4 separate regions of the Mus musculus genome follow, and regions 2, 3 and 4 are each linked to region 1. Evidence: chromatin contacts called from public HiChIP or PLAC-seq and promoter capture Hi-C data. All regions are on one chromosome and are shown on one strand. The core of a region is the stretch at or near the end of the contact, and the rest is flanking DNA. Distances in the headings are between cores, read along the strand shown. Region 1 holds the start of Nup54 (nucleoporin 54). Region 2 holds the start of Sowahb (sosondowah ankyrin repeat domain family member B). Region 3 holds the start of Gm36764 (a long non-coding RNA gene). Region 4 overlaps Shroom3 (shroom family member 3).

Region 1 (7,229 bases), core at 2,894-5,393:
CTGGGATTCAGGAAAGAAAGACCAATGGGCAGTGAGACTAGGAAGGAAGCAGGGGCCGTGTTATGTCAGGGCTTCTCAGGCCATGTTCAGGATTTGGGTGTTTTGCCTTATATCAAGATCAATCGGAAATGATTGGAGGTTTTCAATAGACATGCCCGGGAAGGTGGGTAGACACCATGCTTGATTAGGAAGATCCTTGCTAGCTACAGGGTGAAGAATGAATTAAGAGAGCTGACATAAACTGTGGGCTCAATTAAGAGGCTGGCTCGGTCCATACTTCAGTTTTACTTTTTTGGGAGAGTTGGGTTTTTTTAAGGTTTTTACTTGGTGAGTTCTTAACATTTATATGCCAACTCTTCTATGGAGTTTTTCATTTCTGACAACATATTTAAACATATAGCACTTTTTTTTTAAAACAGAGAAACCATGGTGCAGTGTGCATCTTTAGCATACAGGGAGTAGACAGTGACCCACCATTTACCCGTATCTACTTGAGCAGCAACCAGGGAGTTTCCTTGTGTTCTTGAAGCAGTGAAGCTATGTAGTTTATTTATCACCTCTCTCTGAAGTTTGTTCTCCCAACATCACATGCCGGAGCTACAGTCGAGCCTTTGTTATCTCTTCATTATGGAACCCTTCAGTACCCCTAACAGCCCTGCTTCCCACAGATATGCAGGCCCCCTTCAATTTCCCCATGGTAACCAGAGGGATCTCGTGAAAATTAATTTGCGTAGGTGTTGTGTGGGTGGAACCGTCGGATGGGTCCGGAACAAGAGTGGGGTCCAAACCCCAGAGATCTTGTTCTGAGATTGGCTGGAGCAGGGTCACTCTCTCTACCCCTGCCCCCGGCCTGTGTGTCCCGGTGTGTATACGTCTGTGCTCTGCCCTTTGCCCCACTCCCTGGTAGCCAGGTTACACTTCCTCTCTCCTTATAAGGTCATGTCCACCAGCACCTGGAATTCCTCCTTACAAAAATGGGGTGTCCCCAGGACCCTCGACCCCAACAATGATGTACAGTCACCCCAATAGTCCCTACTCAACCATCAAAGGTTAAATAGCTTTCTCCCCCAGCCCCATTAAACTCCCTGTCTCACTGAAGCAGTCCCATCACAATCACATGCTGCCTGAGGTCTTCATCCCTGGTTGTTCCTGCCCACCCCATCCCCCTTGTGGCCAGCCCCACCCCCACCAGGATCTACCAGTTGTTATTGTGGGTCCTTCGCATGCTACAGGCAGAGGCAGGAAAGCAGAGCCTGACAGATAGGTAGGATTGGCTGGAGAGATGGCTCAGCAATTAAGAATAAGTACTTGCAGAGGACCCACGTTCAGTTCCCATCACATCACCCACACCATGGGGCTCACAGCTTCCTATAACTCCAGCTCCTGTGATCCAATACCCTCTTCTCTGGATTCTGAGACTATCCCACTCACACAGGCACATACCCGCACATGCGTGTAAATAGAGACAAAATAAATCTAAGCATTTTAAAATCATCTTGGGGGGTGGAGCTGAGGAGACAATTTTGTAACAACATTTGCTATATGTACTGGCTAGTTTTGTGTCAACTTGACACAGGCTGGAGTTAACACAGAGAAAGGAGCTTCAGTTGAGGAAATGCCTCCATGAGATCCTACTGTAAGGCATTTTCTCAATTAGTGATCAAGGGGGAAAGGCCCCTTTGTGGGTGGTGCCATCTCTGGGCTGGTAGTCTTGGGTTCTATAATAGAGCAGGCTGAGCAAGCCAGGGGAGGCAAGCTAGTAAAGAACATCCCTCCATGGCCTCTGTATCAGCTCCTGCTTCCTGACCTGCTTGAGTTCCAGTCCTGACTTCCTTGGTGATGAACAGCAGTATGGAAGTGTAAGCCGAATAAACCCTTTCCTCCCCAACTTGCTTCTTGGTCATGAAGTTTGTGCAGGAATAGAAACCCTCTAAGACACTATATAAGCATAAGGACTGAGTTTAGATCCCATATAAAAAGCTGGGTGCACCCATGCATGTCTAACAATTGTGCTGGCTGGTACCATCTGGAAGATCCCTGGGACCTAGTGATGGCAAAGCCACAAGCTCTGGGTTCAATGGGAGATGCTGTATCAAAGGACTAAGGTGAAGAGGAATAGAATACCAGATGTCCTCCTGTGGCCTCCACATACATGCACGAGCATGCACACCTGCACACAGGTACACACATGCATACACCACATTCACACACACAATCGTTTGAGATACTTCCACTGTGTATCCTAGGCTGGCCTCCAACTTAATCCTGCTCATGCCTCCTGGGTACCGAGATTACAGACATGCACAAACATGCATGCTTGTCTCTAACAACTAAATTCTGATCATAAGATGCTTTGGTCTAAAGCTTCTTCAAAGGTTTTCTTACTGCTATCAAGAATGTATGAAATCCTGACCATAATCTATAGGGAAACAGATTTTTGTTTTGTTTTGTTTTGAGACATTGTTTCTCTGTATAGCCCTGGCTGTCCTGGAACTCACTTTGTAGACCAGGCTGGCCTGGAACTCAGAAATCCGCCTGCCTCTGCCTCCCGAGTGCTGGGATTAAAAGCGTGTGCCACCACGCCCGGCAGGGAAACAGAATGTAATGGTAATTTTTTTAAAAGGTGGGGCCAGAGAGACTGCTCAGTCAGTACAGTGCTTGCTGTTAATGTTTGAGGATATGAGTTTAATCTTCATCACCCATATTTAAAATTAAACAAACGCTGAGCACAGTGGCATTCATGTATAACCATAACACTGGGCAGGCAGAATCAGGAGTCCCCTGGGGCTTGCTGGCTGGACAGTCTTGCCAAATAAGCGATGAGATCTAGATTTATTGAGAGACCTTGTATTAGAAATTAAGAGTAAATTAGGAAGACACCCATGTCAATCTCTGGCCTTCAGGCACGTGTGCACATATGTGTGTATACACTCTTCCCACACATGCATGTGCTCTCTCTCTCTCTCTCACACACACACAAAATGGGGCAAAGAGGTTCCTGAGAAAACTAAAATTAGATCTACCACATGACCCAGCTATGTCTATAAGGACTCCAAGTTAGTCTATCACATAGATGTATATCAATCTCTACTGAAGCATTAGTCACAATTGTTAACAAACCTAGTTGCCTAACAACAGAGGGATGGATCAGAAACAGAGGATGGTATATACTCAAAAGAGTTTTCAGCCCTAAGAAGGAAGTTATGTTGTCATTTGCACAAAACTGAATATCACTGGAGATAAACATTATTAAGTGAATTAAGCCAGTCACAGAAGGAAAAAAATTCATTTATGATTCCTAGGTTTAATTAAACACATAAATCATATGACATGGAAAATGAAGTAAAATTACTAGGGAACTAATGGGAGAGACAGGGAGAAGACAGAAAATTTAGGAGTAGGAATATATATTCAAAATACAACATAAACTTGTATCAAGATGTCCTAATGTAACACAGTGCCATGTACAATAAATATTTTTAAAAGGAGAAAAGAATCGGGGCTAAGTAGAGAAAAACCAGCGAAGTGACTTTGGGGATGCTGCTTTGCAACTCTAATCCTCAGTCCTCCTGTCTCGTCTGTGCCAATTAGTCAACGACAGAAATCTTCTCTGTGTAGTTGAGGATTAAATGTTCCCCAGAAGTGCGATGCAGGGCACAGATTTTACCAGTTAGTGGGCCCATTTGCTTCATCGAGGTCAGCCCTTCTTCTTGGTCAATGACAATAGTAGTAAACTGTCTGAAACGCAGCTGGGGGTTTAAAAAAATATGCAAAAACAATTACTAGCGTGCATTCCACATAGCTAACACACGTGTTACCACCATCGCCATCATCTTTCCATCACTCTCGAATGCCTCTTTCTCAACTGCTTTATCTACTCAAACCTCCTTTCCTCCGGGAAGGACCGCTCCTCAGAGGTAAGGGCAGTACTTTCACGCGGTCCCTGCACACTGTCACTTCTCTAAAGTGGCTTCAGAGAGCCACCATACAACACCCCATGTCCAACTTCTCATCACTTCCCCTTTGTGGTGACGCCCCACACCACGTGAAAGCCACAAACACACCCCCGGAAGTGATCGGTGGTAGGCGTTCCCGTTCGATCATCCCACCCACTCCATCCTTGCTTGGTTCCTGCCTGCTCCGCTTAGACCGGGAAGGAGGCGGAACTAATGGTACGGACCGCCTGACGGTTCCCAGCCGGACAGAAGAGCGGAGGGCACTGGGCGTCGCGCCGCGCGAGCCCGGGGCCATCTAAGTGCTGCTCCCGCGACATGGCTTTCAATTTTGGGGCTCCTTCGGGCACTTCGGGCACCTCTACAGCCACCGCGGCACCGGCGGGTGAGTCAGCCCTGGGCCTACCTTCTTCCTCCAAGGAACCAAAGCCTCGGGCCCGCCCCCTCGATCCGATCGGTCCGGCTGGGGGGTCCCGGGGTTGCCCTGGCACTCGGGACACCTTGGAGTCATTTGGAGAGGGCGGTGGCGGTGGTGGCGGCGGCGGTGGCGGTGGGAGGGCCGCGGGCTGCTCAGGCTCAGCCTGGGGCTCGCACAGCACGCTCAACCCGCGTGGCTCGGCCGCCGCGGTGCTTCCCGCCATTGGGGTGTCCGCCCAGGAGAGGCCGGAGGCTACGCCCCTCTCATTTCCCGGGACCCCGCGTCCCCTCGTCCGTCTCAGCCTCAAGGTCCAGACGGGTAAAGTTGGAGCCAGGCTGCCCGCAGCTCCCTCTGTCCCCTCCCCAGCCCGGGGGGGGGGGATGCTCGGCCCCCGCCCGTGCTGCCCTTCGCTCCTTCTGTCTGTCCGCACCTTGGCTTTCTTCCCCTGATCCGGTGCAGGTCAGGTTTGTTCACGCTGTGAAACCTCTTGCTGATTCTTGTAATTCTTACCTTTCTTTCTTCTCCTTTTCTCTTTCCCTCCTCTCACCTTTTCAAATTTTTGTTTCTCTTGCCTCCACGACTATCAGGATTTGGTGGGCTTGAGACTGCCAACTCCACCGCCGGTGGGTTTAATTTTGGGGGTTTCGGATTAACCGCTAACCCTGCAGTGAACTTTAATATTGGGAATTTCGGTGTTTCTACTACCTCGGCGACTCCGTTCAATTTTGGTAACAGTCTGGCGAGTGCAGGTAGATACTGGGGTCATGTGTGTAACGAGTATGGGGGCTGGAGTCCAAGAATGTTCCGATGTCCCTAGAGTTTGGGGGAAGAAATGGCACTTGTCTAATAAAGAAAGGGGTTTATTTCCTAAGATCAAATCAAATATATTTAAAGTTTTGGCTGCTTTAAAAGATGTGGGTTTTGGAAAGCCTTAAAGAATTAGAATGCACCTTGGTTGGATTTTCATTTAATGATACAGAGCACAGCTTCCAAATGATAAGTTGGGAACCGAATATTTTTTAAAACATTAGCTTTAGCAGAAGGTAAGCGTTTCCCTGGGATTCTTGGACTCCTGCAGTCATTTTTCATTTTTTAATACATATTTCATTGGGATTTCATCTTATTGTCCTTGTGTTTCCAAGAGAAACAAGTCTTATACGAACAGCAGCGACCTGTCTTGTTTTTCAAACTGTAACGATGTTTTTCTAGCATTAACTCAATATATTAGGATGTATTTCTATATATAATTGTAGAAAGAATCCCGGATTCTTTGCTGGGTTTTTGGGAAATTTTCCATGAGTAGTTTTAATTTACCAATTAACACTGAGTTCTAAAAAGTAGGCTCGGCATCTTTTACTTTCAAAAAGAGGATGATGAAGGTTTTTGGTTTTTTGGTTTTTTTAATCTGTGGCTTGTTTGAAGATCACTGAAATTTTTCAGAACACAAATTAATGGATGTGTACGACCCAATTTAAGTTAGGCTTATGTGAGCTCGACATCCGTATGACTCTTAGAAAACTCTCCATCCTCAGCTGCTCGTATATGAATGTACTGTCCATAGTTTATGTTCCGTCAAGCCACTGCTGCCCGTGCCAATTATATGCATTTGGTAAGCCTTACTTCTAAACTTACTGGGAAAGTTGGGGATTTTGTCCATTTACTGGGTTTTACATTGTTGATGTCACCTTATCCTCTCAGTTAAAAATAGTGAAAAATACTTGGAAATTCCAAAGATAAAGGGACTCATTAAGAAATATTAGAAGCCGCACCCACCACCCCTGGGGTGTTTACCTTTCCTAGTTTGCTTAAAATTGGCACTGGGCAAAACAAACCTTATTTTGAAATTTATGTTTCAGAATAAAGCAAACCATATAGTTTAACAGCAACGAATAAACCTGTTTGTATTTGCTTGATTTCATGTCCATTTGGCGTTGTCGCTGTTACTTTGAATTGTACAAATACAAGTGTGTTTTGACTATTTTCAAATATGTTAATTAACTCAGCCTTCAGGAGAGAGCTTTAAAAAATTACATTTTTTGTATCCATATAGGACTACTATTACTAATAAGAGTGTTTTTGATAATCTGAAACATGACAAGATACTGACTAGCATTTTTAGTGTGTAGCCAATTCGAATAACATAGTTATTATTTGAAAGTAGGAAGTTAAAAGGGCTCTATAGACAGTATTTATTTTAGAGGTTATGTCAAAATGTTTGGCTGGCAGTATTTTGATAGAATCTATAAATTAACATGTGTTCAGTTGCCTATTTAATAATTTTTAAAATCTGAATTGTATTGCTAAGAGTACAGGGTAGTGGTAGACTACTTGCCTGCCTTGTATGAGCAAGGTCCTGGATTTAATACCAGTGCCACAAAATTGATTGAAGCTAATTCATTTCTTTTTCTTTAGAATGGCATCTCACTGTGTAGTTCAGGGTCATTTAGAAACTGTAAGCCTGCCTTAGTGTCTCTCTCTATGAGATTGCAGGCGTATACCAAGACATCCATCTCATTGCAATCTTGAAGAGGCTCTCTTATTACAAGAAATATATGAGGTTCAAGTTAGAATCTCTGAAAACTTGGAGTGTAACTCAGCATTTAGAGTTCAAGTGTTTTTTTTTTTTTTGAGAGTTTTTGGCAGCATATTTATAACTAGATAACTGCTGCCAATACTTTAAATTAGGTTGTCATTTCATTCTGTTTTTACATTGTTAAGATATACCAAGATTGATTTTCTTTTTTTTTTTTTTTAAATAGATTTAGTTAAAAATAGAACCTGTCAGGTTGCCACAGTGTGACGCAGGCCCATGGTAGCTGAGGCTACCTTCTTTGCCATTTCTCCACTTATTTTTTTTT
Region 2 (7,229 bases), core at 2,733-5,232, 610 kb before region 1:
TCCCCATAGGTGGCCTTTCCTCTTTCTCTCTGGAAATTGCCATTTTGGTCTCTTGTACTTGCTCTCCTTCCTGTACATTTTTTTTTAAAGAAACGTCCTCTCCTGTGCTGTAATGACCATTTGTAGATGAGAATGGCATGCCTTTGGCGACCCAAAATTATATTGCCAGCTATCTTCTAGATATCTCTATTTTTATAGCCCTTCAAATTTCATATGCCCCAAGTTGAATGTCCCATCTTTATGTATTCCCACAAACTACGTATTCTCTATTTTCTCTCCAATGGAGGAAGAGATGATGCCAAACCTCTCTCAGCTGCTCAGGAGCTTGCCAAGCTGGTCCTCATCCCCGGGCTGACGCTGGTGCCAGGTCCTATTGAATTCACCTTCTAAATATCTCTTGAATCCATCTGTTCATCTCCCTTTCTCAGCTTCTGCTGAACTCAAACCTTTTTTTTTTTTTTTTTTTTTTTTTTTAAGCCTCTTTCGTGCATCCTCTCAGTAGCGCCCGGACTCTTCCTCCGGTTGAAGCTTCACCTCCCCTTTCCTCTCACATTCTTTTTTTTTTTTTCTTTTGGAGATGTGCTCTTGCTGTTTAACTCAAGATGGTTTCCATTCACAATTCTCCTGTTCGTGGCCCCCTGGATAAATGAGTTGTACCACCCTATACAGTCTTGTTACTTTGTTCTTAAGTGTCTTTTCAAAAGAAAGAGTAACATAGTCTCATATAGTCCAGTAGTTAGGAGGCTAGTTGGCTAGTGGAAGCACTCAAGTTGCATTACTCTCAGGCAGTCCTATCTGAGCCCCAGTACACAGACATGTAATATCCATCAATTGCTCTTTTGGGGGAGTGGAAGGGGTAGGGTTCCATTTTGTAGCCCTGGCATGTCTTAAATTCTGCTATGTATTCCAGGCTGGCCTGGAATTAATTCATAGAGATGCATCTGCCTCTTCCTTCTGAGTGCAGGGATCAAAGACACATACCACCACTCCCAGCATTGTGTATGCACGTATGTATGTATGTATGTATGTATGTATGTATGTATGTATTATTTTGCAATTCCTGTATTTTAAGAGGTACTTCTTTTTACATTTTAATATCTCCGAAATAGAAATGCAGTCTTGGATGTTGTTATATACAACACTGCTGTGTTTATGTTCTTTTCCACCCACTCTGATACATATTCTTTTTACCCATAACCCTAAGTCAGCATTTACCCCCAGATGTTTCTCAAGTGCAAATCTTATCTGGTTGAGATTCTCTGGGAAATTCTTAAAAGGCTCTGGCTTGGGGAGAGGGGCTCTTTAGTCCCTTCTCCCTAACCCTTCCTCTACACAACTGCACTCCTCTACCTTAAAACCAAGGAGCTATATTTTCAGCTAGCTCCCCAAAATACTTAAGTGAAGCAGGAGCCCTCTGCACAGAAGTGTCTTCTGCCCTAATGGCCTCACTTTTTTAAAAATGCAAAGTCCTCCTCACTCTGAGCTGAGCCTTAGCTCTTCCTTCATGCACCCGGGGACCCCAGCTCATGGTCTGTGCCATCCTAAAGTCCTAAGTTTATGTGTGATTCCTAAATCAAGTAGCATGCTAACCCATGCCATTTCTCTGGTCTTTTGTTACCAACAGAGTTCTCTAACAGACGTTCTTCTTTATATATACCTATTTCTAGCAATGCCCAGCAATGTAGCAAAAATAAATAAAAATAAAAAACCTTTGAAAATAATGAGCTAAATATGAGGGAAGCAAGAAGGTATCCCTTATATAAGATGTAGAACCTTCCACCTAACCATCCCCTTACCCTAGGACAAGCAAGAGGACACCAAACCACTTGGGTATCCACACATCAAAACAATTGTAGACCTAGTAATTCAACCCTTAATTGAAGGTGAATGGTGTCAAAACCTTTGGCATCGGTCCCTCCCCTTTCTCTCCTCTTAAAGTACAGCAAGTCACGGTCCCATTCTGCCTCTTGGTCACTTGTACAACTCAACATATGTACTTGTGCAAGGCACCAAAGAGGGATTCTCCTGACTTGCCCATCTGAGGTTTCCATTTGGACTCTGCCTCCCACACTTGTGAATCTCACTGAGAGACTCAACACCAGTAAATAAATACAAGCACGAGCTGAAGTTTCATATAAAAACATTTGTTTCAATAACTACTTTAAGGCGTCAAAGTTATATGGAGTGGGAACAGCTCCTCCATGCCAACCCACTACTAGGTTTCAATTCTAGAAACTGCCCCAAATAGACAGAAACAGTCCTTCTTTCTGACCTAGATAATTTAAAGCCAAGGAGTCCAAGTCCTTCATGGAAAAGTACCAGGGTTCTGTTGGGATTTAAATGAAACACTGCTGGTGTGGCCTATCTGACAGACTGTCAACTGATCAGTGGCAGTGACAGAGGGCTTGCCTAGCACAAATGAGTACCTGAGTTTGATCCCCCAATGCTGGGGTAGGGGGATGGAGGGTGACCATACCAAAACATTGTTGACAGTTGCAGGACCAACATACTCGAGATATTCTTAGTGAAAAATCTGGAACTGTAAAGTGAAGTAAAAGGAGAGGAGAAAATAGAGAATTTATCGCTAGAAACGTGGCAGTCATGGGAGGCTGCAGAGACACAGACATTTGGGGTGGCTGTTAGGGAAGGTGGGGAGGGAAGGCTGCAACGAGGCTGTGCAGAAGACAAAGGGGCTTGAGGCTACAAGAGATAGGTACTGTTGACAGTATGCAAATCAACTCAAGATAAAGAAGAAAGAGAGTCACCCAGACCAGACAGAAATGTAGGGCTTTATGGATGAAGTGTGCTGCTGTGGCTTAACTCTTCCCTCTTCAAAGGGGGCTAAAGAAAAACTTGAATCAGGGTGGACTCAGCAGCCCTTCAACAGACCAAGAGAGTCTAGCGTCCCCTTTCCTGGGGTGGAATCAAATCCTCGTCGCGATTTCAACATTTTAAATGTGTGGAGGAAAACTTGCATTCTCAAAGCAAAGACTTCACAAAGAAGTCAACATGAAACAGATGGAGCGAATCTCTTCTCTTCACAAATCTTAGACTAAATTAAAAAAAAATAACTCTGGGTATCAAATACCTTAGCTAAGGAGATAATTCCTCTGGATTTTGGCTTCCTAGGAAATGACCTCTCTGATAGCGAATCCTCCCCCAACACCTCTGGCACTGAGCATTGTAATATAAGACAATGATGCCGGAAAATGAAAGGCAAAACCCAACCTTCGTCTGTAGCTTTCAGAGTGATTTCGCTCTCAGTACAGACTTAGGCAGGTGTGTCTGAACTCCTTGAAGAGAATGTCCTGGGAGCCGCCTTCTCAGTATCTTGTTATCGACAAACTAAAAGAGATTTGGTTTGGATCTCGGTGGGTTTTTTTTTTCCGGATCCCGCCGGATTCTGCAATTGGGAACCCCGAGCCCCTCCCCAGACCGAGCTAATAAAGAGAAACAGCGGGGAGCCAATCTATTGGACCCTGACCCGTGAAGACTCTAGCTGTAACTCGTGCCGCGGGGAGAGAGGGACCTAGTCGACCTCCCTCTGCTTTAGTTTCTAGCCTGGCGGGCACTCTGAGGGACAGCCAGTCGCCTACCTGCCTGACATCTCCCAGGCCTCGGGGTAGCTGCGCGCCCGGGAGAGCTGTTCCCCTCCGGCTCAGTTCGCCCTCGGCCTCACCTCCCACGCTGCCCGCGACTGTGACCAGCCTGACTCACCCCGGACGGGTGGCGGGGGTTGGGGGATACTTCAGAAGGCGGAGGTACTGGAGGCGGGCTGAGCCCTTCCCCCAGAGCCCAGGAGGAGGCGTAGCCAGAGCGCAGGTGAAACCGACTCCGACCTATCCCGGGAACTTTCGCTGCGGGGACTCGCTGCGACAGGCCAGCGTCGTTCAGGGGCGGCCCAGGAGCCGCCCCCTGCCACCAGGGTTGCGCGCGGGGACTCTGCCTGGGCACCCGCCCCTAGGGACCCTCGGCCCTCCTGGAGCGCCCTGGGGATGCGGGCGGCGCCGGCCTCCGCGGCTGATGGAGGCGGGTGGCGCCACCCTGGGCGCAGGTGACACTCTCCAGGCCTGGGTTTCGGTCGAAGGGGAAGTGCGCTGGGAGCTCGAGACGCAGCCGCCCCAGGGACTAAGGACCCAGCAGCGATGGCCGGAGAGCTGAGCCAGGAGGCACTGCTGGACTTTCTGTGCCAGGCCGGGGGCCGAGTGCGTAACGCAGAGCTGCTGAGCCACTTCAAGAGCTTCCTGCGCGACCCTCACGTGTCTCCAGGCCAGCTGCAGGAGCGTCGCGAGCGCTTCAAGGGCTTCGTGAACTCGGTGGCCGCAGTGCGCCAGGACCCCGACGGCACCAAGTACGTGGTGCTCAAGAGGAGGTACAGGGACCTACTGGGGGAGGAGGGCCTGCAGCGACCGGGCCCTGTAGATGGAAAGCCGCGGGGCCACCGCCGCCGTGACCCGGAGCCGCAGAAGCCGCCGGCAGGTGCGGGGACCCAGGTGGACGTAGGTGGCAGCGCGCAGAAGGTGGCCGGGCCAGACCCCAGCCCGGAGGACAGCCCGAACCAGAGGACACCGGAGCCAGAGGCTGCTCAAGCCAGAGGCAGGTGTGCGGCTGTGGGGACGCGAGGACGCTGCTGCTGGGAGTGCCAGCAGAACGGCTGGGGACAGTCCACCGGACAGCCGCTGCCAGAAGATCTCGGAGACCCTGCAGTCGCCTGCGAGAAGCCGGAGCGCGCTGCACCTGCCCGGGATGACCTCGGAGCTCCGGGGTGGCTGAGGGAAGGAGAGGCCGCCGAGCACGCGCCTGGATCTGTACCGCCTGTCTGGCCTCCGACCGCCGTCGAGGCTGCTGGCAGCCCGACGTCCCCGCCTGCTCTCCCGCCCCACCCGGCGCCCTCCAGAGAGCCACTGGAGCTGTTTACCGCCGGCTCCCCGAACCATTCAACCCAGCAGCTGCAGCAACAGCACCAGCGCACTCAAGAGTGGGTAGCCAGATACCTGCAGGTGCCTGAGCCCGAGATCCAGGCGCCCACTCGCGCCTGGTCGGTGTTGCCAGACAACTTCCTCCAGCTACCTTCAGAAACCGCCTTTGGGGTCTCGGAGACCAGCTCGGCGCTGCCAGAGCCCGCTCTGTCTTTTCATTCTCTCCTTCCCGTGGTTCTCGATGAGTCCTCAGAATCCTGGCCAGGGAACGCTCCATCTACCGTCTTTCGAAGCATTCGTTGTCAGCTGTCCCTCCAGGATCTGAATGACTTTGTGGAGCAAGAGAGCCATGGAAGTGAGGAGAGCAGCAGTGGACCCAAAGAATCTCCCGGAACCCCCGAAGAGGGGCTGCAACCTGTCTTGAGAACTTCCTCCTGGGGGGAGCTCAGGGATCCAGTTGAGGATCTGTTTTTGCCACCAAACGACAGCCCTTGCCTGATCCGGCGGGACCTCGGATATAGAGGGAATGCGCCCAGTTTTCGGAAGGTCCCAACAGTGGCTAAAAGCCTTGGAGACCACCCCCAAGAGCCCTTCCCTGCCCTCAAGTTCCGAAGGTCTGTCAGGAGGAGCTCTCGAACAGGAAGAACCAAATCTCCTTCTTCCTCAGACGAGGAGCATCCTGATGAGGACTTGTGGAAAAGGAGTCGGCGCCCACCTCGGTCCAGGAAACCTTCCAAGGCAGGAGCCCTGCCCAGCCCAAGGGTGGATGCTGTTTTGGTACAGAAATTGGCAGATGCTAATGCTGTGGCCAGTCAGCCACACTCTTCATGGATCCCAAGCAGGGATGGATCTGCAGCCTTGATACCCCACAGACCTTCTGAGCACAGGTCCCCCCTTGTCCCTCTAGACACCAGGGAGCATGAGTGGATTGTGAGGCTTGCCAGTGGTTCCTGGCTTCACGTGCTGACTTTGTTCTGGGAGGACCCCCAGCTGGCTTTGCACAGAGACTTCCTGACTGGGTACACAGCCTTGCACTGGATAGCAAAGCATGGTGACCTGTGTGCCCTTCAGGATTTGGTCTCTGGAGCCCAGAAGGCGGGCATTGCACTAGATGTAAATGTGAGGTCCAGTTGTGGCTATACCCCACTGCACCTTGCAGCTATTCACGGGCACCAGGGAGTCATCAAATTGCTAGTGCAAAGACTGGCTTCTCGGGTGAACATTCGGGACTGCAGTGGCAAGAAGCCATGGCAGTATCTGAACAGTAACGTCTCTGGGGAAACGTGGCAGCTCCTGGGTGCACCCCGGGGCAAACCTATCTTCCCTGTCTATTCCTTAGTCCAAAGCTCTTCCCCAGCCAGGAAGGTCAAGAGCCGGGAAGTGTCTAGAAATGTCACCCGGAAGACTTCCTTGGCTGCTTTGCTCAAAACTCAGCACAACAAATGGAAATTGGCCAGCCAATATGAGAAAATCCACACCTCAAAGGAGAGAGAAGAGTATAGTGACTGAGGTGGGCTTTTTTCTCCAAGAGGCGCACGCATGCGCGCGCACACACACACACACACACACACACACACACACACACACACTCCCCAAGCTACTAAGTAGGTGGAGAGAACCCAAGGGAAACAGAAACTGTTAGGAGTTGATAAAGATTGAGGAGCAGTGAAATGGTGTCCTCAAGGGTCATCTCAATTTCTTGAAGGCTCATATGTTTGGACTGTGAAATGTGGACCAAAGCTGATCCAGGCACTCAAGCCTGCGAAGGGTTCCTCTCTCTCCTGAGCCAGCCAGGGGTCAGGGCACAGGAAGGCACAGTATTTTCTGAGGCAGTGCCAGCCAGGCCTTACTAGAAAGGGAAAGGACGCGTCAAAGGGAGGCAATTCATGGAAGTGCCGGAACTCACACTCTTCTCTGGCTGGAAGTTCTTTGGCTTCTATTCATCTCTAGAATGAATCTTGGCTGAGTGGAAAGCACCAGTTTGAAGTCAGATGGCTTCCCTTCATTTTCTTTATGTGCCTTTTGGCAAGTCCAGCCAGTGAAATAAAATTGTTGCTGGAGAGTGTAACATCTGACTGAAGAGATTTCCTCAGTCCTGCACCTTCCTGCGAGCATCGTCTACAGTGCTTGGTGTAAACTGATGACTGTCTTCTCGGGGTGTCATTGCCATTGACCGGAGAAGCAGATGAGTGACATTCAGGAATGATTGTGACTCCACTCCCTAGACAAATGATAACACTCAGACTCGGTTTTGTTTTCTGTTTGTTTTTGCTGTTGTTTGTTTTTGTACCAACTCAAAGTGAGCTTTCC
Region 3 (7,229 bases), core at 3,013-5,512, 570 kb before region 1:
TTGAGTTCCAGTTCTGACTTCCTTTGATGATGAACAGCAGTATGGAAGTGTAAGCTAAATAAACCCTTTCCTCCCCAACTTGCTTCTTGGTCATGATGTTTGTCCAGGAATAGAAACCCTGACTAAGACAGTTTGGTTCAATCAAGCAAACATACATGTAGTATTATCTAATAAATGCTGAATTAAAAATAAATTATAAAGCTGGGTGTGGTGGCACTCGCCTTTAATCCCAGCACTTGGGAGGCAGAGGCAGGCAGATTTCTGAGTTCCAGGCCAGCCTGGTCCAGGACAGCCAGTGCTATACAGAGAAACCCTGTCTCGAAAAAAACAAACAAAACAAAACAATAAATAAATAAATAATAAGTCAGGCAGTGCTGGTGCACACCTTTAATCCCAATACTCGGGAGGTAGAGACAGGTGGATCTCTGAATTCAAAGTCAGCCTGGTCTATATAGTGAGTTCCAGACAGCCAAGGCTACACTAAGAAACAAAACAAAACCAAAATAAATAAATAATAATAAATAAAAGGCATTGAGGCATAAAGGGCTCACAGTATTAGCATTAGCTGGGATCTGACCTATCTAATTTTATCATATGCTGCAAGGAGAAAAGCTCAAACTAGTCCAAACTACTATAAAATCAGAGAAGAAAATGATTTGTTTACAATGAGAATGAACTTTCACACCACTTTAAGATTAATGGGATAAACGTATTTCTCCTTAGATACAACTTTAAGGGGAAATTATCATTTGGATTTCCTGAACATTGATTTAGCAAAAAGAACAGCTACGGCTGGCTGAATGGCAGCAATAGAGACGTGCTGGAAATAGATAACTCAGAACCAGGGAACTTATTCCTACCTGAGCTCAGGTGGACGGCACCGAATTCTGACCTTTTGAGCTTCATGCTTTGGTGACCTTTCTGTCCACCTGTCAGGACCATCATTCAGGGACACTGTACAATTTGCGACATTTTTATTAAGATTCTGTGATGTTCTTTAAAATAGTCTTAAAAATAGTCCCTTGTCTACCATTCAAGTTTGTAGCACTGTCTAATTCTTTTATGGCACACTGAAATGAGATGGCCCATCCCACTCACAGTTACTGAATAGTCGGGGGTTCACGAGGCAGTGTTCTTTTGACTATATGGGATGGGCAACGTGACTCAGAATGGGTGACATTTCTGGATCTAAAGGCTCCGTGTCACTGATTCCATGGGCGTGCTGCCCTTTGTTCTCAGTTGTCTGCTGTCCTGTGGTGGCTGCTGCTGGCTCTGGGTGTCCAGCCTCCCAATTCCAAGTCCAGCTAAAAGAGTTCTTTTTATCAGTACTACAGGAAAATCTTCCATGGTGAAGGATGGTTGGCATAGCTTGGCTTATGCCCTTCTTGGATGATTCGTGATGCCGAGGGAGACGGAGCGCATGCTTTGTTTAGACCTTGAAGATACTGCTGTTTCTGAGATCTGGCTTTTGCGTTTGGATGGAGAGTGACCGGAAACTGTGCAAAGTCCATGTACATAAAACCTCTGGAAATTACTGGACAGGCGACTTTCGTTTCCTCATCTCCGTGTCTTTGGGGGAATGTAGTGGTCAAGGTCCATTTATAAGACATATGGCCAAAGCTGATGGCATGGATGCTATGATGTGTAACTACTGCCCTCCAGGACCTCATTCTAAGAGAACACACATGTATTCAGATAACCTTAGCATGGAGTATGTAAGTATAATGGAATAATGTAGAGATGGGACTTATCTTCATTCAGTTCAGGGGACAGAGGACCCTGTTTTCTGAAAACAGAGGGAAGGCTTTGGGCTGTACACAGCCTTGAAGGGCAGGCAGGGTTTTGGTGGGTGTGGATATAGGATGGGGCAGCAGTTCCAGCCAATACTCGGGAATTTTTAAAAAGAGAAGGGAGCTGGTGGTAGTGGCACTTACCTATAACTCTGGGCACTCAGGAGGCCAAGTCGGGAGGATAAAAAGCTTGAGACCACACTGGAATATTTAGTGTGATGAGAAAAAGATTGTCTTGGCTTGTGTGGGAAGGAGGGGACAGTATAGCCATGTCAGTTTGAACAATGGCCATGTGGTAGCTTTGGGCAGCATAGAGGTGTGTTTGTGCTTATGTGTGTGCCTATGTGTGTATATGTGTGTGTGTCTGTGTATCTGTATATATGTGTGTGCTTATGTGTGTGTTTATGTCTATATGTATATGTATGTATGTGTGTATATATGTGTATGTGTGTGTTTTTTTAAAGATTTAATTATTTGTTATATATATATGTATATGTATATATACATATATATATATATATATGATGAGTACACTGTAGCTGTCTTCAGACACACCAGAAGAAGGCATCAGATCTCATTACGGATGGTTGTGAGCCACCATGTGGTTGCTGGGAATTGAATTCAGGACTTCTGGAAGAACAGTCAATGCTCTTAACCGCTGAGCCATCTCTCCAGCCCATGTGTGTTTGTTTGTGTGTATGTGTGTGTGAGGGCCCTCTGTGGTAGGGAGGCTGGCTGAGTTTCTAGAGCTCTGCCAATCTCTCAGAGTTTTTACTCAGCCCTTGAAGAGTAGCCCAGAATGCCTTCCAACATCTGGGTTTCTGAAGTGGTCCTGCAGAATTGGGATCCTTGAAAAGTGAACTACTGTGCTTTCTATCTTGGGCTAAGTCAGGCCCATGGTCAGCTCCATTTTCGTTTTCAGATTACTTAAAAACCCCAGATCTCCTCCAGACTAAGACTCTTTGCACTGTAGTGCCTTACCCTTGTGACCTGGGATGGAATAAGAGCCCAGAGGTCCATGCCCGTAGGTTGAGAAGAACAGAGCTGAGTGTACAGAAGAAAGCAGGAGTCTCCAATCCCCACCATCATTTCTGGATGGCTCTTTATGAAGAGATAGGTAGAAACCAAAAGGAGAGGATTTCTAGCTTTGTTTGGAAGAAGCCAGACTGCATGACACGGCAGCAAATCATCTCCCACTAACAGGCACAGTGAGAGACTGGGGGCCCGCCAAGTCTTCGTAGCACTGAGTGGGCTCACATTCCAGGTGAAGAAACACTTCAGTTTGATGGTTTTTTCCCACCAAGACATGGCTGTCCTGGAACTTACTCTGTTAGATCAGGCTGGCTTCAAACTTACAGAGATTTGCTTGCCTCTGCATCCCAAAGACTGGAATTAAAAGTGTGTGCAACCACCACCTGGCTGGTTTTAACTACAATGTTCAGGGCTTATTTATTTATTTACTCCTTGGCAACAGGGTCTGTGTTGTGTGGCACAGCCACTATTACTGAAAATGAGTATTCAGGCCTGGGCATGAGTGTTTATGTTCTCTGTACATTTAGGGAAGGAGTCGGAACTTTTAGAGGTGACGACAGTGGATGTTGCTGCTCCTTTTAATCAAAATAAGTAAATGATCAACTCCATTTAAAACTTCTGCAGCTCTATGGGAAATTGAAAAGGCAGAGCAGTCTGGTGGGGGAGGGGAGGAGAGCGAACAGGGACATGGGGTGGGTGGGGGTAGCAGCATCAGCATCATTTTCTTCTCAGTTTATCAGTATAGATGATAAACTCTTGCCTGAAGACAGACTAGGCTGAAGCATCTCGTTGGGGTGCACTCTGCAGCCCTCCCATAGCTCCCGGCCTGCCCCCTCCTTAACTGAGCTACAAGGAATCCTCCTCCTACAATAAGAATCCATGACGAGTCTGCACTTATCTAGAGCCCAGGTCCCCATGACTGGACTGCCTGGGCGTTGCCTAGGAGATAGGTTTGTGAAATCAGAGCTGACCTACTTTGTTGTCCCCGCCATTTTTTCACGGTCCAGCCTCGGGCTGCTTGCTTCAGGACTGGCAGACTCAATCTCTAGCTAACAAGCCTTAGGATTTTATTTAATTAATCACGTGGTCTAGACTAGCTTTCACCAGCTCTTTCTGCAGCCCAGGCGGGCTTTGAACCCGACCCTCCTGCCTCAGCCTCCCGCGTTCAGGGATCACAGGAGTGCACTAGGACAAGCTATGAATTTACAGGAGTCTGTGCTGCTGTTTGATTGGCGGGCTCCTCACCTGGGACATTAATCTTCCCTGACACATTTCCACCCCTTCCCGGGCAGGCAGTTTTCCTTCCTTGTGGCGTTTTGCTGGGTTTTCAATCCCCAGTCGGTCAGCAGAGTGTCTTACTCTTCCAGGGTGGCTTGGTGCAGAGCTCTTTCTGTTTCCTGGCTCTGCAGATGCGGCTTCTGGAATTTCTTGGCTTCCTGTCGCGCCAGCTCTTCCCTGCCTCTGGTTGAACACACTATTTCCGGGGGCAGTGCCCTGTGCTTTTGTAACCTTTTGGGTCGTCTGGCTTCAAGTTCCACAGGGGATCTTGCAGGTCGGCAGCGGAGCCCTGAAGCTAGAAAGTGCCTTAGTCATGTTTCCATTGTGGACTGCAGGGGACAAAGTTTTTAAAAATGGGCATTTGGAGGAACTTGCAAGGTTTCTCATGGCGTGTTCAAAGAACTACATTCCAGTATCCCACCTCCGGGTGCCAGCCCGCCTTTTAACGCTTTTCTCCTACCTAGCTGCTTTCTTTAGCTTTCTCTGTGCTTCACTCCGCCCGCCACCTCCTGGCCTTTGCATAAGCCGCTGCCTCCACAGACAGCCTCGCCCGTATCCTCCCCCACCCCCCCTCCGCCCTCTCCCCTCCTCGCCCCTCCCCCGTGTATGGCTGACACTGTTTCAGCCTATATCCATAGCACTCATGTGTACTCCAAAAGCATTCTAGATCCTTCTTTAACAGACTCAATCTCTCTTTTAAACCCCGACCCTGCCGTTTTTCTATTCTTATATTTTCTTCATTCTAAGAGCCATCATTTTTTTTTTTTGGTTACAATTATATCGAGAAATAGACCCCCCCATTTTAAGTGAACCATTTTGAGGCTTTTAATATTACCACAGAGTTGTAAAATCATCCCCACAATCAATTCTAGAATATTTGTATTGCCCTTCAAGGCAGCCTGGTACTGGTTAGCTCCTATACACTGATCTCCGATCTTCCCAGACGAATATCCATTAAACAAACTACTCTCTGTAGATGCATGCATTTAGAATTCTTCATGTAAGTGGAATCTTGGGGGGCTGGAGAAATGTCTTAGTGCTTAAGAGCACCAGCTGCTCTTCCAGAGGTCCTGAGTTCAATTCTCTGCAACCACCCTGAGCCACCCTTAATGAGATCTGACGCCCTCTTCTGGTGTGTCTGAAGACAGCTACAGTGTAATTACGTATAATAATAAATAAATCTGTGGGCTGGAGCAAGCAGGGACTGAGAGAGTTTGGCAGGAGCGAGCAGAGGTCCTAAATACAATTCCCAACAACCACATGGTGGCTCACAACCATCTGTAATGGGATCTGGTTCCCTCCTCTGATGTGCGTGAAAATGGAACAGTTGTATAATAAAATAAATAAGTAGATTTTTTTTCAATATATAAGTCTTTTATTCTCCCAAAAGAACCCAAATTGTTCTTGTGATCAGGATCTTGTTTCTGGAGCCAGGAACTGAGGCCTCCTCACTCGTCAGCCTGCTGCACAGTTCCCTTCTCAGACACATAGATGCCGTCCAAAAACTTCCTGATATCCTTGTTTTTAACTGTTGTGGCTTGCTGAATCAGGGCAGCTGAATTTGAAGCAAGTTCAATATCATTTCCTTCAAGGATTAACTCATCCTTCTGGGCTTGAGAGACAGAACAAGCAACACCTGTCCTCATCCAAACCCTGTGGATGTAGTTTTTCACCCAAGAAATTTCGGATTTCAACCAAAGAGCCATTCTCCTGGATGACGACGTTGATGGGGAAGTGAGCATACACAAACCACATTTTGTATCGGAAGCCCAGTGTGACACCTTTGATCATGTTCTGAACATGACTGCAGATGTTCCTGACGGTGGCCAGTTCCTTTCTGTTACCCCACCATTTGTCAACCCAGAGCCTTTTCTTTTTCTTCCCAAGAAGACTCAGCTCCACGTTGATGTGATTGAAGTCCCTCCGCAGAGTCCCCCTGGGGCCCTTCACAATGACTGTGCGCCCCTTCAGAGTGATTTCGACATTCTCTGGAATGTCCACAGTCTGATTGCTGCGAATGGTCTTCATCCTCACAGTAGATGGGGCAAAAAGAGCAAGTAGATCTTTTTTAAAAAATGATAAAATAAGTGGAATCATGTATGTATGACAAGTAGAGGCTGTGTTCTTTCACTTAGCACAAATGTTTTCAAGGTATCGTATACTTGTGTTGTAACATGTAGTTAGCAGGAGTCCATTCAAGAGCACCATTAAAAACATTTTAGCATCTGGGTTGTAAAGATGTATCTTCAAGTCATTGCCTTCCCGTAAATGGTGTCAGAAGCTGAGCCGTACAGATTAAGCAGTAACGCCCCATTCTTTCCTTCAGTTGGCCCCTTGCAGCCTGTGAGCTTGAACACACGTAGGACTTAGAAGACAGGAGCCTGAATGTGAAGCCCTGTGTCTGACCTCTCCTTTATCAGGGCCTACAGCTTTGTAAGCATAACGAAAAGCCAACCTCATGAGGGTCTGGACTCCCTTTATTCTCCTTAGCCCTTATCTTAGCTCTTATGGAATCCTTTCCACTGAGCTAACAATAGCTACCCAACAAATATTTACGTCAAGGTTCCCTCTTTGTCTCATAAGCGCTCACAGTGGGGGCTGGAGAGAGGGCGCTGTGATTAAGAGCACTGGCTGCTCTTCCAGAGGTCCTGAGTTCAATTCCCAGCAACCAAGTGGTGGCTCACAACCATCTGTAATGGGATCTGACACCCTCTTCTGGTGTGTCATCGAAAGGTCACAGTAAAGACAAGGCATTGAAGGGTAATTATTCCAGATGACCTGGCAGTATCATTTCTGAGGATGTTACCTCCAAAGAACTGAAAGATTGACACTCATATTTGTGAACTGATTTTCATAACAAAATTGTTCATAGTAGCAAAAAGTGGAAAACAACGCAAATGCTTGAAGAAGGGTGTTGGGCAAAGTGTATGATGCACATGCAATAGAATATTATTCAGCCTTCAGAAGGAGTGGCATTCTGACTCATGCTACAGTACAGAAGAAGCTTTGCTGTACAGTCTCTCCTCTGGGCCACAAGGCTGCCACCTTCAGGAGGTTGCTCTGTTCCCAAAAGATCATCCCAGCTGGGCTTGTTGCTGGAGAGAATCACGGGACTCTCACCTGAGTATC
Region 4 (7,229 bases), core at 2,089-4,588, 530 kb before region 1:
AGTAGGAAGTTGTATAAAACCTGTTTCTACCAAAAAAGAAAAAAAGAAAAAGAAAAGCTAAGAAAGAAAGAAAAAGAAAAGCTAATTTTGAATTAGCAGGCTAAAGCTGAGTCATATCAAGAAATTAAAACTAGAGAGCAACGAAGTTTGGAAACACAAAAATAAAAACCCAGTATTTTCCAAAGTATCTAGGAAAACAAAGTTAGTAATTTAATGCAAGATCCTTGAATACTTCTGCGTGGACAGGAGAGGGGCTCCCAAGGCTCCACTCCTGGCTGAGGGCGCTGTTGATGGTGGCTGGGGGTAGGAGTCATTTTGGGGTGTGTGGCCAGTGGTAGGTTGCCCCACCCCCACACGCAGGTGGGCAGCACTAATTGGATAGGGTGGGTGGGAGGGGACATGAAGAGGGGGCTCAGAGAGGCTCAGGGGCGGTGGGAGGATAAAGGACATAGTTTATATGTTTGAAGTTCTTGAACAATGAACTTTTTAAAAAAACAGATCTGTAAGGTACAGTTAGAGCATTTAAGGCATATATGTCCTTTTTAGACTGAGTGAGTTTCGGTCAGATATTAAGAGAGAAACAGGGAAACCGGCAGGACCCACCCTTGCCTTCTCACCTCAATGGCAGCTGCTGATTTGGCCCGCGCTGGCCCATTTTGCTGTACAAAGTGAAACCTAGAGTGTACCCCGGGGGGGGGGGGGGGGGGCAAAGGAAACTGTTCAGTGTCTTGGAGAACTCTGTGGCTCCTCCCTCATTCTTTAGGGGGAAGGCAGCTCCCACCAGGAACAGCACCAGGGACTCTGAGTCAGCTGCCTGTAGGGACAGGCTGGAACTTCCCAGGTGACCTGACTGGTCACAGGACGCACTCTTTCCTGGAACTCCCTGGGTTTCTGGTGTATTCTTAGGTCACCGCGCCCACCGTGAGTGAGAAGCGACAGGAGCGAGCACTCTGTGAGCCCTGTGTTCTGATGCCCAGGGGGAAGGAAGACGCCCAGGGGGAAGACATGACTGTCATCTCTGTTCTGTCTCCGAGGAGGACCCTGTTAGGAGGAGGTTTCTACAGTAAATGAATTTTTTTTTTTTTAAATAGTGAGAAGAGAGAACTGAAAAGGAATGAAAACGCAGGCCTTTCTACTTGGAGGCATTTAAAATCTACTTTGAAAGTATAGTGGTTCTTCAAAGTGCTGGGGTCAAGTTCAGCACCAATGAAGACCAACCACATCCACCCGTGAATCAGATTTCACAGTCCCACGGGCACCTCACTCATTTCATTGTAACCGGGGAAGGATATTGGTAACAGCAACAGAACAGATGCCATGCTCTGGAGGGTCTTCAGTGGTGGCCTAACAATGTTCCAATATTCCCTGTCACTCTGCTGTGAAATTACTTATGTGTCTAAGTCAGAGAAGTCATCTTGACAATGTGTGGTTTGACCCCAGTCATCCTCAAGTGTTTCTACTTGCACGTATGAAGGCAGAGGGCAACCTTAGGTGTCCTCTCTCAGGCTGTCTCCCCTATGTTTTGGGGTAGGGACTCTCGCTGGCTGGCCAGCAAGGCTGGGGTGTGCTTGTCCCCACCTCCCTGGTGCTGGATTACCAGTGCCCTCCCATGTCCTGCTGGGTTTATATGGGTTTTGATGATTGAACTCCTGCCTGTAATACAAGCACTTTCTCTCACCTTCGCCTACTGCATGTGTGTGTGTGGGTGCACAGGGCCAGAGCACATAGGTGGGTTCTCTATTTCTACCATGCAGGTTCCAGGGATGGAACGCAAGGTTCTCAGGCTTGGCAGCAAGCACCTTTACCTGCTGAGCCACCTCACTGTCCTTGAAGAGTAACTTTAAACAGTGCTGTGTTCTGGGAGCCCCAAAATTCCTCCAAGGCATTTACTAAGAACATCTGGAGGCATTGGCTGGGAAAGACAGTTACCTACAGGCATGGGTTTCAGGCTTCTGATTGGTCCACATCTAACGAAGTGTCAGTTGGGCGTACAGTATTAACTCCAGAATAACTTTGCAGTGCAATGTGGCTGCTAAACGGCTTTCTCTCTGGCCTCCTGAGTCACGATGGCCCCTCTGAACGGAGCATTAGAAAAGAACCCTGTCAGGGTCAGAGCACTTGAACGGTGTATAAGCTCCACAGAACAGAGCTTTGGCTGACGGCTGCCAAGAAACTTCTGGGTGGCCTCTAAGTCAACAACAAGCAGAAAGTTTGTGGTGTGTCACCTGCCCAAAACATGACACTCTTACTTTTTCTAGTGGCTGTACCCAGCCTGGCTCCTGGGACATCTGCAGCCCCGCTGGCATCCTGATTTGTTTGAGTAGACTTATACCTTGTACCACAGAACCCCTCAATTGCTTTCACTGAAACTTGACAATAGAAATCAGCTCTCATGACCTGCAGGTCTGACATTTAGGAAAACCAGCTTCTAAAAAATACTAAACCATCCTGACTGTGTCGCTTAGTAAGTGTATTTCCTCTACGATGGCAGCACGGACTCGGTTTTGAACTGGCTTAGACTCATCTCTCACAGGCTTGGGAACTATTGTCTTTGTGAATAAACTGGTCAAGGAGGAACACACCCCGAGATGTCACCACTGAGCCGTCCTCCTGGAGAAACGTGGCAAGGCCCGATCACCATGGAAACTGGGACCTCTCACAGCATAGCACAAGTGCAGAATGGCCACCCATCTTTATTAACGTCTGACTGGGGCTGGAGAGAGGGCTCAGTGGGTGAAGAGACTTGCGATGGGAGAACCTGATGACCCAGGGTCAGGCCTCGGAACCCACACAAAGCTGTACAACTCTACACACCTACTGTGGCGCACACAGCCACCCAACAGCAGATACACACAAAACGAGCAGAAGAAAAACCCGCAAAAATCTCCATATTCAATTTGACTATCTTTGGAATTCTTCATTAAGGTTTTCACGAAATACAAAGCTCAAACATAATTGCCTACATCCACCACAAAATAGAATCAAGTAAGTGGTTAGCACACAAACATAACGATCTTTTTCATTTTTAAAAATATAAATAACAAAAACGTTCAGGGGTTTTACAGTTTTCTTAACGTGTGTGTGTGTGTGTGTGTGTGTGTGTGTGTGTGTGTGTGTGTGTGTCTTTTTAAGGCTTTGTGTTGCAGACTGGTACTTGTGCCCTGGTATCAGGGTGCACTGCCCACCAGCAAGGAAGGCCGCTGTGGATACATTCCTGAGGGTGCCACACACCCATCTCCGCCGCCTCAGCCTGGGGAAACCCGTGCCAGACACCCTCCATCAGGCCGCAGGTCACCGACTCTCTTCCACAGAGCGTGCAAGCTCGCAGAAGACCAACCGTGAAAGGCAAGAGAGATTCCTGGAAAGCCTCTTCCTGTTACTCAGGAAGCCCCCAGTAACCCACAACTCAAACCGCAGTTTGTAGTGAAATCGCTTTCAGATTGAACAGTGGTGAGAGTGGCAGCTTTTGCCCAGGGCTTACAGGAGCGATTAAAGAGGAGAGGTCAACGTTGGGAAAACACCACCGAATACAGATGTCCCCCCAGGAGTCCCATGGCCGGTGAGGGCTGGAGGGAGGGAGATGGCCCCTGCCTTGGGCCTGAAGTCCGAGGGAAGCGACTCCAGCAGGCACCTGACCTGCTCCTGGCCCAGCTTTATCTTGTCATCCAGCTTCCGCTGCTCAATGAGGAGTGTGGACTTCATCTTCACGAAGTGCTGGTAGTCCTGCAGCTGCTCGGCGGACAGGTAGTTGGCCAGGATATCCAGCACCACGCGCTCCCTCCGGTCCAGGTTCTCCTTGAGCTCCCGTGCATCCTCATGCTGGCCAGCCAGAACCTTCCTTTTCTCGTTCAGAGAACTCTGCCAGGGTAAAATGAACAGGTAAGGCAGCCATAAGACAAGGAGGCAGACTCCTGCCTCTCACAGGGCTGCAAACCAGTGCTCTACTCAACAGTGCGAAGGATGGATGGATGTACCTATAGCCATTATTACTATCTGTTTTCTCTCCTTATGTTGAACACTCTGTGGTGGGTAAATGGCTGTGGTAACAACCTGCCCTTTTTAGCTCTACACTTACTGAGCCAATCCTCAAGTTCTCTGAGTACTTTGTGCCCCACCTCTCCATCTGCTGAATAAAAACTTTGCAGGGGGCTGGAGAGATGGAGCCCTGGTTCGGAGCACAGACTGACTGTTGTAGAACATCTGAATTCAATTCCTAGCACCCACATGGCAGTAACAATGGTCTCCAACTCCAGGGCCAGGACAATCCATGCCCTTTTCTGGCCTCTTCTGGTAATGCACATGGGGAGCATATATATATATATATACACACACATATATATATATATATATGCCTATTAGCTTATATATATGTGTGTGTATTTGCCTATTAGCATATATATATATGCATATACATATATATACATATTTATACATATATATATATATGCTAAAAAAGGTTTTTAAACCATCTGCAGGCAGGGCTCTGAACTCCGTGCCTCCCAATCTGTAACAATGGGGATATATTCCTCATCTTTAACAAAACCAACATCCCTGCCACCCCGGGCTGCTGCTTGGCCTCTATCCATGAGTAAAACTCTGTTCAAGAAGGACGTTGGTGTCGTACTTCAGAGTTTCCCACACCAGCCCAGTAGTAAGCTGCCGCCTCTTCGGGGCCCATCGACTTCCTGGAAATACTTCATGTGTCCTGCATCTGATATGCCGACACAGTGTAAACGCCACAGTAAGTACTTTAAAAGAGTTTTGAATTGAATAGTTTTCAGACCTTTCAGGACAACATGAGTGAGACAATGTAAGATGGAATCCAATCGTGAAGTGCAGTGACTTACACATCCCTCAGTACAAATTACCTGACCTAGGACTGCTAAAGGGTCACGTGACTCTGCCTCAAATCCCCTATCTGACAAGTCAGGTGGCGGCTCACTATGTAGCCCTGGCTGGCTTGGAAAGCCATGTAGACAAGGCTGGACTTGAACTCAGCAATCTGCCTTCCTCAGCCTCTCCAAGGGATTCAAGGTGTGTGCCGCCGCCAGCACCACCGCCAGCACCACGCCCAGCTAGCTCATAGGATTTCTATAATAATCCTAGAAAACAGTACAAAGTTAGTGGGTGAATTTTATCAATATCCCCACTCTGACAGTTCTTTCCCTAATCACTCTGAGGCTTGAATTAAACATGCTGTGTCTGATTCACCATGAAGAGAAGTCTGAGGCACAGCCTGAGCTCCTAGCACTGTCGCCATCAAAGCTTCGCACACTCCTCACTGCGGCTCAGATCAAACACTGCAGCTCTGAAGCCTATGGACCTCCCTTCCTTCCCCTCCCCTCCCCTCCCCTCCCCTCCCCTCCCCTCCCCTCCCCCTGTCATCATGGCACGTGGAGACGCTGAGTTTGGTACTGACTGGGTCAGCTGTCCTCTTTCTACTGAGATTTTTGTTTTTAGAGAGGTCAAGCACTAATGCAGCATGGTAGGGATTCAGGACACTGCACATGAAGCGCAAAGCCAAGTGTCTGTCACAACAGCACTGTCCCTCCAGTGGAGGACAGCACAGTCGTGCCCACGTACCTGCCCACGGCTGGGCCCATCGTGCAGATTCCCTGAAGCTCACTTCTGCCCTCTTATCCCAGTGGTTCTGTGGTCCTCCTCTCCTTTAAGCGTCTAATGTGTTTTTATCTCTGCGAGGAAGGAGAGGCCCTAGGCCCTGTGCATCTGCCCAGAGTATCCACACTGAATCCTGCCTAGCAGGTGCTCTCTCAACCCACAGCGATGGTCATCCCGGAGAAGTGTCTCTATGGACAGAGGGCTCAGACGGTAACCTGCTAGGCCACATACCCTTTCCTCTTTGCTGGCGTCTTCACCAAGGCCTCTGAGGACGTTCTCCACGCGGGCCAGGCGTCCAGACAGGGACAGCAGCAGGTTGACCACCTTGTCCAGGTCCCCTATGAACATCTTGTACTTGTCAAACTCGTTGGGTTTGCAGAGCTCACTGATCAGAGCCTCCACCTCCTCTCCCAGGGCATTGTTCAGCTTGATGTCCGTGAGCAGGCTCCCCTTGGCTTCCTGGAGGCTCTCCAGCTTGTGGGTAAGGCTTCCGATAAGCTCAGCCTAGAATGGTGAGAGACACAGAGCCAAGCTGAGCCAGGGCTGCTGCTGGAATGTGGATGGGCACTCCCGGCCCCGCCCTTGCCGTCAAGGTTCAGCTAAAAGCTCTTCAGCTCTGTGGGGACTGATGACTCAAATCAGAACTTTTTTTTTCTTTTTCCTTTGCCTTTCCCTGAATGTCTACAACTGCCATTCTTTGAGCCTATTCAGAGTTCCCCAGCCCACACCTGATTATACACGCACTAGTCATATTCCTCACTGTGTAATGCTGCATACAGTTCTGCCTTTCCAACTGGTTTGTTAACTTCTCATTCAATGTCCTTTCTTTCTTACTAGGCACAATACCACGAGCAAGAAAGGAGGGGCGGGGTGAACATCCTCGGCTACAAACGAGCAGCCACGGAACCGGAGTGAAGGGCCTCCAGCACCCACGGTCTGAGAGCTGAGCTGGATAGCTGGCCTTGGGCAGTTACTATGAGCTACAGGTTCTGCCTCATCTAGTCCTCCGCATACAGCGGGGAGGGTGAGACTTGGGGATGCGCCCACCTCAGGCCCATGCATCACCAGATGGGCTCTCACATGACCATTACACACACTGATGGTGACACTGTATCAGAAAGCCACTCAGCTTTGCCTTTTAACTAAATCTGGACCTGCTTGCCACAACTATGTAACGTAAGCCTCTAACTACTAATTTCTGAAGAGAAGCTCTGGCTTAAACAGTGACATCCTGTTGTCAGTTCAACTTTCCAGATCTCCGTGGCTACAGGCAGCTTAACTGACACAAACCTCACTTCTAAGGGAAAAGCTGTAAGGTGTCTAAGCATTTCCTCAACAGAAGACTCGGCCCACGGTAACATGAGTGGGAGGGAAAAAGTAATTAGGGTTAATTATGCTATTACCCTCCCCCCCAAAAGCATCCTCCGCTGGCAGCCATCACTGTGGGACAGCGCAGCAGACTTCAGTAACAAGCTGCCCACTAGCACAGAGCTTGGATAAGTTTGTGCCTATGAAGAGACAAGCTGAAGGCAACACGGGTGGGAAACAGCAGACACTGCCAGGTCAGGTCAGGTCGCCCAGTCAGCCCTGGTCTTTTTTAACCTTGCAGG

Evidence for each region. Promoter capture Hi-C pulls out the DNA fragments that hold promoters and counts their contacts. HiChIP or PLAC-seq counts read pairs in DNA pulled down with a chosen protein or histone mark.
Region 2: a contact with region 1 is called in a promoter capture Hi-C map of embryonic stem cells. The contact joins the promoter of Sowahb here to the promoter of Nup54 in region 1. A contact is called at or near these places in 3 of 39 promoter capture datasets (cranial neural crest, embryonic stem cells and second pharyngeal arch cranial neural crest) and 1 of 115 datasets of contacts at active chromatin or transcription factors (pancreatic cancer cells).
Region 3: a contact with region 1 is called in a promoter capture Hi-C map of liver. The contact joins the enhancer-like site here to the promoter of Nup54 in region 1. A contact is called at or near these places in 2 of 39 promoter capture datasets (cranial neural crest and liver), 3 of 115 datasets of contacts at active chromatin or transcription factors (bone marrow-derived macrophages, embryonic stem cells and pancreatic cancer cells) and 1 of 9 other capture datasets (embryonic trunk).
Region 4: an H3K27ac HiChIP or PLAC-seq map of embryonic stem cells shows a contact between it and region 1, with 4 times the contacts expected there. The contact joins the enhancer-like site here to the promoter of Nup54 in region 1. A contact is called at or near these places in 1 of 484 Hi-C or Micro-C datasets (embryonic stem cells) and 7 of 115 datasets of contacts at active chromatin or transcription factors (the NIH/3T3 cell line, embryonic stem cells, large pre-B cells and 3 more).

What each region holds. Positions count from the first base shown.
Region 1 is chr5:92,432,113-92,439,341 of GRCm38.p6, reverse strand. It overlaps Nup54 (nucleoporin 54), which reads left to right and starts at 4,143. Exons shown (of 13, transcript NM_001359995.1): 1 at 4,143-4,338; 2 at 4,959-5,120. The coding sequence starts at 4,272. Gm42114 (a long non-coding RNA gene) reads right to left here and starts at 4,731. Exons shown (of 2, transcript XR_880431.3): 1 at 4,360-4,731; 2 at 3,273-3,749.
Region 2 is chr5:93,041,775-93,049,003 of GRCm38.p6, reverse strand. It overlaps Sowahb (sosondowah ankyrin repeat domain family member B), which reads left to right and starts at 3,982. Exons shown (of 1, transcript NM_175270.4): 1 at 3,982-7,229. The coding sequence starts at 4,146. The coding sequence ends at 6,428.
Region 3 is chr5:93,002,729-93,009,957 of GRCm38.p6, reverse strand. Gm36764 (a long non-coding RNA gene) reads left to right here and starts at 891. Exons shown (of 3, transcript XR_880434.2): 1 at 891-1,715. It also overlaps the pseudogene Gm6450. Within about 2 kb of position 4,262, at least 101 of the 459 cell types and tissues checked have an H3K27ac peak or open chromatin away from gene starts, as enhancers often do. A contact at or near this core is called in embryonic stem cells, liver and pancreatic cancer cells, where this site is marked.
Region 4 is chr5:92,960,985-92,968,213 of GRCm38.p6, reverse strand. It overlaps Shroom3 (shroom family member 3), which reads right to left. Exons shown (of 11, transcript NM_015756.2): 10 at 5,851-6,123; 11 at 2,455-3,858. The coding sequence ends at 3,490. Among named protein-coding and RNA genes, the nearest start is that of Gm36764, 44 kb to the left of the region's middle. Within about 2 kb of position 3,338, at least 21 of the 459 cell types and tissues checked have an H3K27ac peak or open chromatin away from gene starts, as enhancers often do. A contact at or near this core is called in pro-B cells, where this site is marked.